Linked DNA regions of Triticum aestivum: region 1 is linked to region 2. Evidence: chromatin contacts called from public Hi-C data. All regions are on one chromosome and are shown on one strand. The core of a region is the stretch at or near the end of the contact, and the rest is flanking DNA. Distances in the headings are between cores, read along the strand shown. Region 1 holds the start of LOC123144684 (protein JOKA2). Region 2 holds the start of LOC543106 (inorganic phosphate transporter 2-1, chloroplastic).

Region 1 (3,488 bases), core at 329-2,828, 230 kb after region 2:
AAACTACTCAATCATAGTGCAAGTCTTAATGGTTCTAGATTATAGATGTACAAAGACTGATCATTATTTCTTCTCTTCTACCAATTAGGAGGGCCATAATGAGAACACAGTTTACACAAATGTACAGAGAGAACCTCCGTAAAGAAATATAAGAGCGTTTAAATCACTAACGCTCTTATATTTCTATATGGAGGGAGTACCAATTTAACTTATGTGACAGTAGCCTATACGAGAGTCAAAACATTATTAACCATAGAGTCTATGTGAACCAATTTAGCTTATGTGACGAGCTGATGGCAGCCTATACAAGAGACCGAAAACTATCATAGATAAGGTTGGTCTCTTAATGGATGAAATATTAGCAATCTCTCACTACACGTTATGAAAGAAGATGAAACGTAAAAAAAATTCAGCTCAGCAACGAACAACCAAAATTGAACTTGTAAGTCCTGAAGTTGCAAAATATACAGAAGGAGTGGTGCATGAGAATACTCAATCAGAAAATAACTAGAACAAACTACACAACTTTATTCAAAGAGCCATAAAGTGACATGTGATGGACAAAGGACTGGTCAGCTGAGTGACTACATGCATCGATGATACACTTAACCCCGTAATCAAGATTGCCATAAACAATATTGATACCGGTACTGACATAGAAATTACGAGTTTTGGATTTATTTGCTCTGATTTGAGGTTAGATGTCTAATATGTACTCGTAGTATTACTTCGCCTATATCCTAGAGAGAAGCACAATACGCACTGATCCATTAAGTTATTCAATAGAAAACAGGATCTGACAAACATATTTTGGAGTAAAACCGGGTCAGGTGCATATTTTAACAACAAACATGAGCAGGCCGCGCCCGTCCAAACGTCCCTCGATCTCTAATCCAACATATCGATCCCAGAGAGAACGGCATACACGTGTTCTCTCGTACTACCAAGAAATATAGGAGCCTTAGCCACATCATGCGCACAACCTGTGTGATCAATCTTATTCTACACCTATTGATTGTAGGAGATCAATTATTTAACTATAAAAACTATGGTTGCTCCTAGAAAGAAGATGCAGAAGGTAACCACAAAACCAAACACGTAAAAATACGTCCGATCAGTGGGCAAACCCCAACCTCACACCCAAGCCACGCCCAATCAACCAGCAATCACGAAGCCGACCCCTTGAACAAACCCCTCTAAAAGCGGTTCCCCTCCCTCGCACGCAATCCCCTTACTGGCGAAACAAAACCACGGCTCGAGACCAGGAGAAGGATCACCTTGACGACGACGTCCCACGGGTCGGGCCCCGACGCGAGGCCGTCGAACGGCGGCGCGCTCAGGCCGGACATGGCGGCGGGGAAACCCTCGGGGGGAGGCGGAGGAGGCGGCGATCGTGCGGAGGAGCGGGTCAATCCTAGACGAGACGAAGTTAGCGGCCGGAAACCTCGGAGGGCGGCGGCGTCGTCGAGGGGCGCGAGAGCTGCGTAGCCGTAAGCCGCAGCGGCGGTGGTGGCGGCGTGGGGGAGAGTGGCGATGTGCGGGTGCGGCCAAGGCTTCGGGTGCCAGAGTCCTCTTTTATCACGCCTTTTCCTTCGGTGCGAAGGATGGACACCGTTGGGGCAATTAAGTCGTGGGGGTGCGGGACCCAGGCGCCAGCGAGCGAGGCCTCGCACCGCCTGCGCGGGCACGAGGGGGCTGAGTGTAAAACTGCCTAGGGGTTTCCTTTGGATTACCTGTCAGAGTTGCGAAGTAGTAGTAGAGGGTGAGAATGCATTTAACGCCTGTCCGGTGTCACGTCTTGTCGCGTGGGCTCCACGCTTGCGACCCACGCGTCAGCTGCTGGATATGGATAATGGTTTCGAATTTTAACATATTTTAGTCCTGCCATCTTCATCAAGTTAAAAGAAACTAGCACAAGGCCCGTGCGTTGCAACGGGGCATATACATTTTAGTGGTTTGACATTATGTTATAGCACATAAGACCATGTGTTACAGCGAATACAAAATAAATAAGCGTGTGGTTACAAACCTGAAAATTATTTTACCAATCAAACAACTTTTATTATTTGGTGGTTCAAATGAATGGTGTCAAATACACATCAACATTGTCAACTAATAGAATTTGCAAATAATGCCAGCTCAGTAGTCATGTGGCATGTTCCCAATTGCAACAAAGAAGATTCTATTTTAGCTTGTTACACGAAATTTACATTTTTTTCTAGAAGAAATATTGCCTATAAATAAATTAAATAATAATGATAAACTTTAGCACAATGCAATGGTTTATATTTTTTAATTTAAGATGAAGGACATGAAAGAGAAAACGATGACCATACTAAGGCTACAGGAAAGGCATACAAAGCATATCATACAGTTATTATATAACACCACGCCTTTAGACATTTCCAAATATATAAAACATAAGGTACTGAATTCTTTTACATAGACTGATATGACTCAAAAATACAATGGTCAATGAGAGGACAAAAAAGGCACAGGATTTTCTTTTGTACATCAATGCCAACTAAAAATAATAAGAATTGTAATTAAAGAAAAACGACCAAAAAAACTGTTAAGAGCATTTGTCTTGCACTCTGACTCAATGTTTTGCTGGCACATTTCCTCATGAACAAATTTGCTTTACTAACCCTCCTATAAAACTTTCAGCTGGATGTCGGTGCCACCGAACTACCCGCTCAATTGTAGGCTCAACTCCAACCAGCTCCATTCTAGGAATAGATGGATTTGTAGTTTTCGACTCCTACTTCAAAAAAGTTTGTTGGGCCTCTACTTTGAGTGAGAACCATACAGTCATACTGCAAACACATAAAAAGTAACGGTTGAAGTAATGCAGAATAATATTCTCAAGTTTAATATACACAGGAAAATGAAAATATCATTATAACAAACAAGGAAAAAGGTTTATAAGTTCTATATTGATGCTCACAATGTCTCTATCCAGCACAGAAAGTCATTTTACTTTTGAGAGCATCATCGATTTAATCTTTATTTTCTCAAGTGGATAACAATTCATCATTGTCACCAACTACACAATAGGAAATGTGAATAAAAAGACTGCATTAAGAATTAAGGGAGAAGTCCAGGGAAGTTTAACCCCCACTCTCAAATGAGAGATCCATGTGCTTACTTTGCTTTTCATGTAGCTTCAGAATAATGTATTACCTGTTGTAGATTTTTACTCGTTCTCACTGTCATTCTACTGGAAATTCCACAAGGAAAATATATGCCTTCTTCTTTCATAGTAGTGAGCGCTGAACCTGGACCATCAAAGAGAAGATAATTTCTCATCAAATTGCCCAGCACTGTAATGAGAAGAGAAGCATCCATAAAGTAATAAACAAACCGAATCTGAATGTACCTCATCAAATGAAGGTGGCAGAAGTGTGGCGACCTAGCATAGATGTTTCACAGCCTCAAGGCTTGCAGAATCAGAGAAGTCAGAAGCCTGCTATGTATAATATGTAGGC
Region 2 (3,327 bases), core at 764-3,263:
GCCAAGCTGCCCAAGTTGCCTCGGGTTGGCCCCAAGCCTCGGTCCAAGGTCCTGGACATCGTTCTACCAATAGTTACGGCCACATTTGTACTTGGTTTGGGTGGTATCCTTGTCCTGGTCATGCGGAGGAGATCAAGGTACGCTGAACTGCGGGAAGATTGGGAGGTTGAGTTCGGACCACACCGCTTCTTGTACAAGGATTTATTCCGTGCAACTGACGGATTCAAGGACAAGCATCTACTTGGCGCAGGGGGGTTTGGAAGGGTATACAGAGGCGTGCTTGAGACATCTAAACTGGAGGTTGCGGTGAAGAGGGTGTCTCACGAGTCAAGACAGGGGATGAGGGAGTTCATAGCTGAGATTACAAGCATCGGCCGCATCCGACATCGTAATCTTGTAGAGTTGCTCGGTTACTGCCGTCGAAAAGGTGAACTTCTTTTGGTGTACGCCTACATGCCCAACGGAAGCCTGGATAAACATCTATACAACACTAGAGAGGATCAGCCTACTCTGAATTGGGCTTTGAGGTTTCAGACCGTCAAAGATGTCGCGTCCGGCTTGCTTTATCTGCATGAGAGGTGGGAGAAAGTTGTCATCCACAGAGACATCAAGGCCAGCAACGTGCTCCTCGACAAAGACATGAACGCCCAGCTTGGTGACTTTGGGCTAGCAAGGCTGTACGACCATGGGGCAGACTCGCAAACCACGCACGTGGTCGGCACCATGGGTTACTTGGCTCCGGAGCTCATACGCACGGGCAGGGCGTCCCCTCTGACCGATATGTTCGCCTTTGGCATATTCCTTCTTGAGGTTGCATGCGGACAGAAACCCATCAAGGAGAATGCGCAAGGCGGACAGATAGCGCTCGTCGACTGGGTGCTGGAGCACTGGCGTGATGGTACGCTCATGGAGACGGTGGACGCGAGGCTCCAGGGTGAGTTCGACATCGACCAGGCAGGGCTGGTGCTCACGCTAGCGCTCATGTGCTCACACCTTCTCGCTAGCGCGAGGCCTGGCATTGGACAAGTCATGCGCTATCTGACCGGTGTTACGCCCCTCCCTGAGCTCACACCAACAGATGTGCTCACCTTGATGCAAAACAAGGGGTTTGACGAATCCGCCATGTCATATCCGGATCTGGTGTCGAGCTTTGGCACAATTTCCACCCTCTCGGGAGGAAGATAACCTCAGTGCTAGCTTAATTCACGGCTTCAATAAGTTTTACTAGTATTATGCATGTGTAGTGCCAGAAGTTCGTAATTAGAATTGTAAACCCAATAATTATCCTTTGGCCGCAGTACACTTTCAAATTACCGTGGCCAACATGTAAGAAGTTATATTGTTCAAAACTCAGAACTCGAAACAAGGTGATACGGGACACACGATAGTTTTTCTCGACTATTTTGTTGCAATATGCATGAAGTTGTCGTATTGGTTTTCCCAGATACTGCGACGTTTCTTCTTCATGTTTTCGCACACACCAAAAAATACTGTGACGGCCCCTCAATAAAAAGAATACTGCAGAAATGTTGTAAATATCAAGAAAAAAACGCACAGGGAGGCTTTGCTGCAATGGTCTAGCGGGGTGCCGACCTGTGGATATGACACCGGCGCCGTGGCTGATAGTATGAAGGAAGCCTCCGACTCGGAGACATGGACGCCAATAATTCCTCTCTCAACAGCCGTCTAGACTCGAGCACAAAGTGGTTACATTTTCCCTGTGGCCCTTTGCCAGCAGCACGGTACCATCCCATCTGCTATAACAAAATGGCAAAAGCAAATCACAATCACAATGCAGATTCATGCACATACCACAAGACTGACGATAAATGAACTGCACGAATCTTGGACCACAGCTGTGGTTGCAAGGGGAAACAATACCATGAGATGTCCTCCACTCCACAACACTCTGTTACATTGTCATCAGTAACAATTATGGCGCAGGAAATTATCTAGTGTGTAGTAACAAAAACAGTGACAACAAGAACAGTAAAAATGCATGATGTCCTGAGAGGGAAACTAGTTCCAGTTACTCTACACAGTGCATGACACAAGACATGAAACGGCAAAAGGAAGAGGAAGAAATATCTTGCTTCAAAATCCAACTACCCTAAGAAGATGCTAGTGCCAGGCTAAAGGCCAGGCCGAGAATCAAAACAACAGGAAGAGACACGTATTTGGATCTTGAGAAGAAACAGATTGGAGGGAGGTCCAGTCCAGAGATCCATGCAACAGAATACAAACAGTCCAGCAGCGCGCTGCAACCCCAGATTATGGATTAGGCGGGAATCTTGCCGATATCCCCTTCCACCACTCGTTCCTTCCTACCACTCGTTCCTTCCCAGCCCAAGCTGGGCCACCACAGAAAGCAAGCTCTTGCTTCCATCCACAGCTCCCTCCTATGGCCACCGCTCCCCCTTCCTCTCCTGCTCTCCACTGATCATCTCATCTCTTTCTTCTTGGTGCTCCCCCCTGGTTTTAGCTTCTGCCACTCCATGTCTCAATCTTCTCCTTTCTTTTCCATTGCCCGAGCACATGCTGGAGCAGGAGGGCGAGCTGCGGCTGCCGCTCTCCTGCTCCGTTGCCCTGCCGCTCAGCTGCCACCCACCATTCACTGCCCAAGGTACTTCCGTCTGGCTAAAGTGTCGCCTGCCAAGACACTGAGCTCGCACCTGGTGCTTCCGCGCGCCACACTCTCCTCCTTTGCAGACGCTGACGATGGCTCCAGTGCAAACTCGGATGCCTCGGGGGAGCGGAGCGGAGGATCCGAGCTGTCAGAGATGGCAAAGGCGTTCCATATTTCACCACGGATGGCCATGTCAATCTCTGTGGTGATTGCATTTGCAGCTCTCACTGTTCCACTGGCGATGCGCTCACTGCTCTTCCATGGGACGACCAAGATGAAGGTGCTGGCATATCTGACCCTTCTGTCAGGATTCTACATGGCATGGAACATTGGAGCGAATGATGTGGCAAATGCCATGGGGACGTCGGTAGGATCTGGTGCTTTGACTCTCCGGCAGGCGGTGCTGACTGCAGCTGTGCTAGAGTTCTCTGGTGCATTCCTTATGGGCACCCATGTCACCAGCACCATGCAGAAGGGCATCCTCGTCACATCTGTCTTCCAAGGAAATGATTCTCTGCTCTTTGCTGGATTGCTGTCCTCCCTCGCTGCTGCTGGTACATGGTTGCAGGTAACATTCCATCACAGATAACCATTTTGAGGTTTGTTATACTATGTCAATCAGATGACGCGGTCCCTTGGTTCCATTAGCATCACATAATTATTCAAGATTCTCACAGTTGCCGTCTACAGAAAAGCAGAAG

What was found. A called contact is a pair of places that touch in the nucleus more often than the background predicts.
Region 1: a Hi-C map of leaf shows a contact between it and region 2, with 5 times the contacts expected there. The contact joins the promoter of LOC123144684 here to the promoter of LOC543106 in region 2. A contact is called at or near these places in 2 of 5 Hi-C or Micro-C datasets (leaf and an unstated tissue).

Annotation. Positions count from the first base shown.
Region 1 is chr6D:286,446,781-286,450,268 of IWGSC CS RefSeq v2.1, forward strand. It overlaps LOC123144684 (protein JOKA2), which reads right to left and starts at 1,579. Exons shown (of 8, transcript XM_044563894.1): 1 at 1,278-1,579. The coding sequence starts at 1,349. LOC123141490 (a long non-coding RNA gene) reads right to left here. Exons shown (of 7, transcript XR_006470332.1): 5 at 3,380-3,466; 6 at 3,184-3,278; 7 at 2,397-2,816.
Region 2 is chr6D:286,219,922-286,223,248 of IWGSC CS RefSeq v2.1, forward strand. LOC543106 (inorganic phosphate transporter 2-1, chloroplastic) reads left to right here and starts at 2,014. Exons shown (of 3, transcript XM_044563890.1): 1 at 2,014-3,194. The coding sequence starts at 2,496. LOC123144682 (L-type lectin-domain containing receptor kinase SIT2) reads left to right here. Exons shown (of 1, transcript XM_044563889.1): 1 at 1-1,401. The coding sequence ends at 1,185.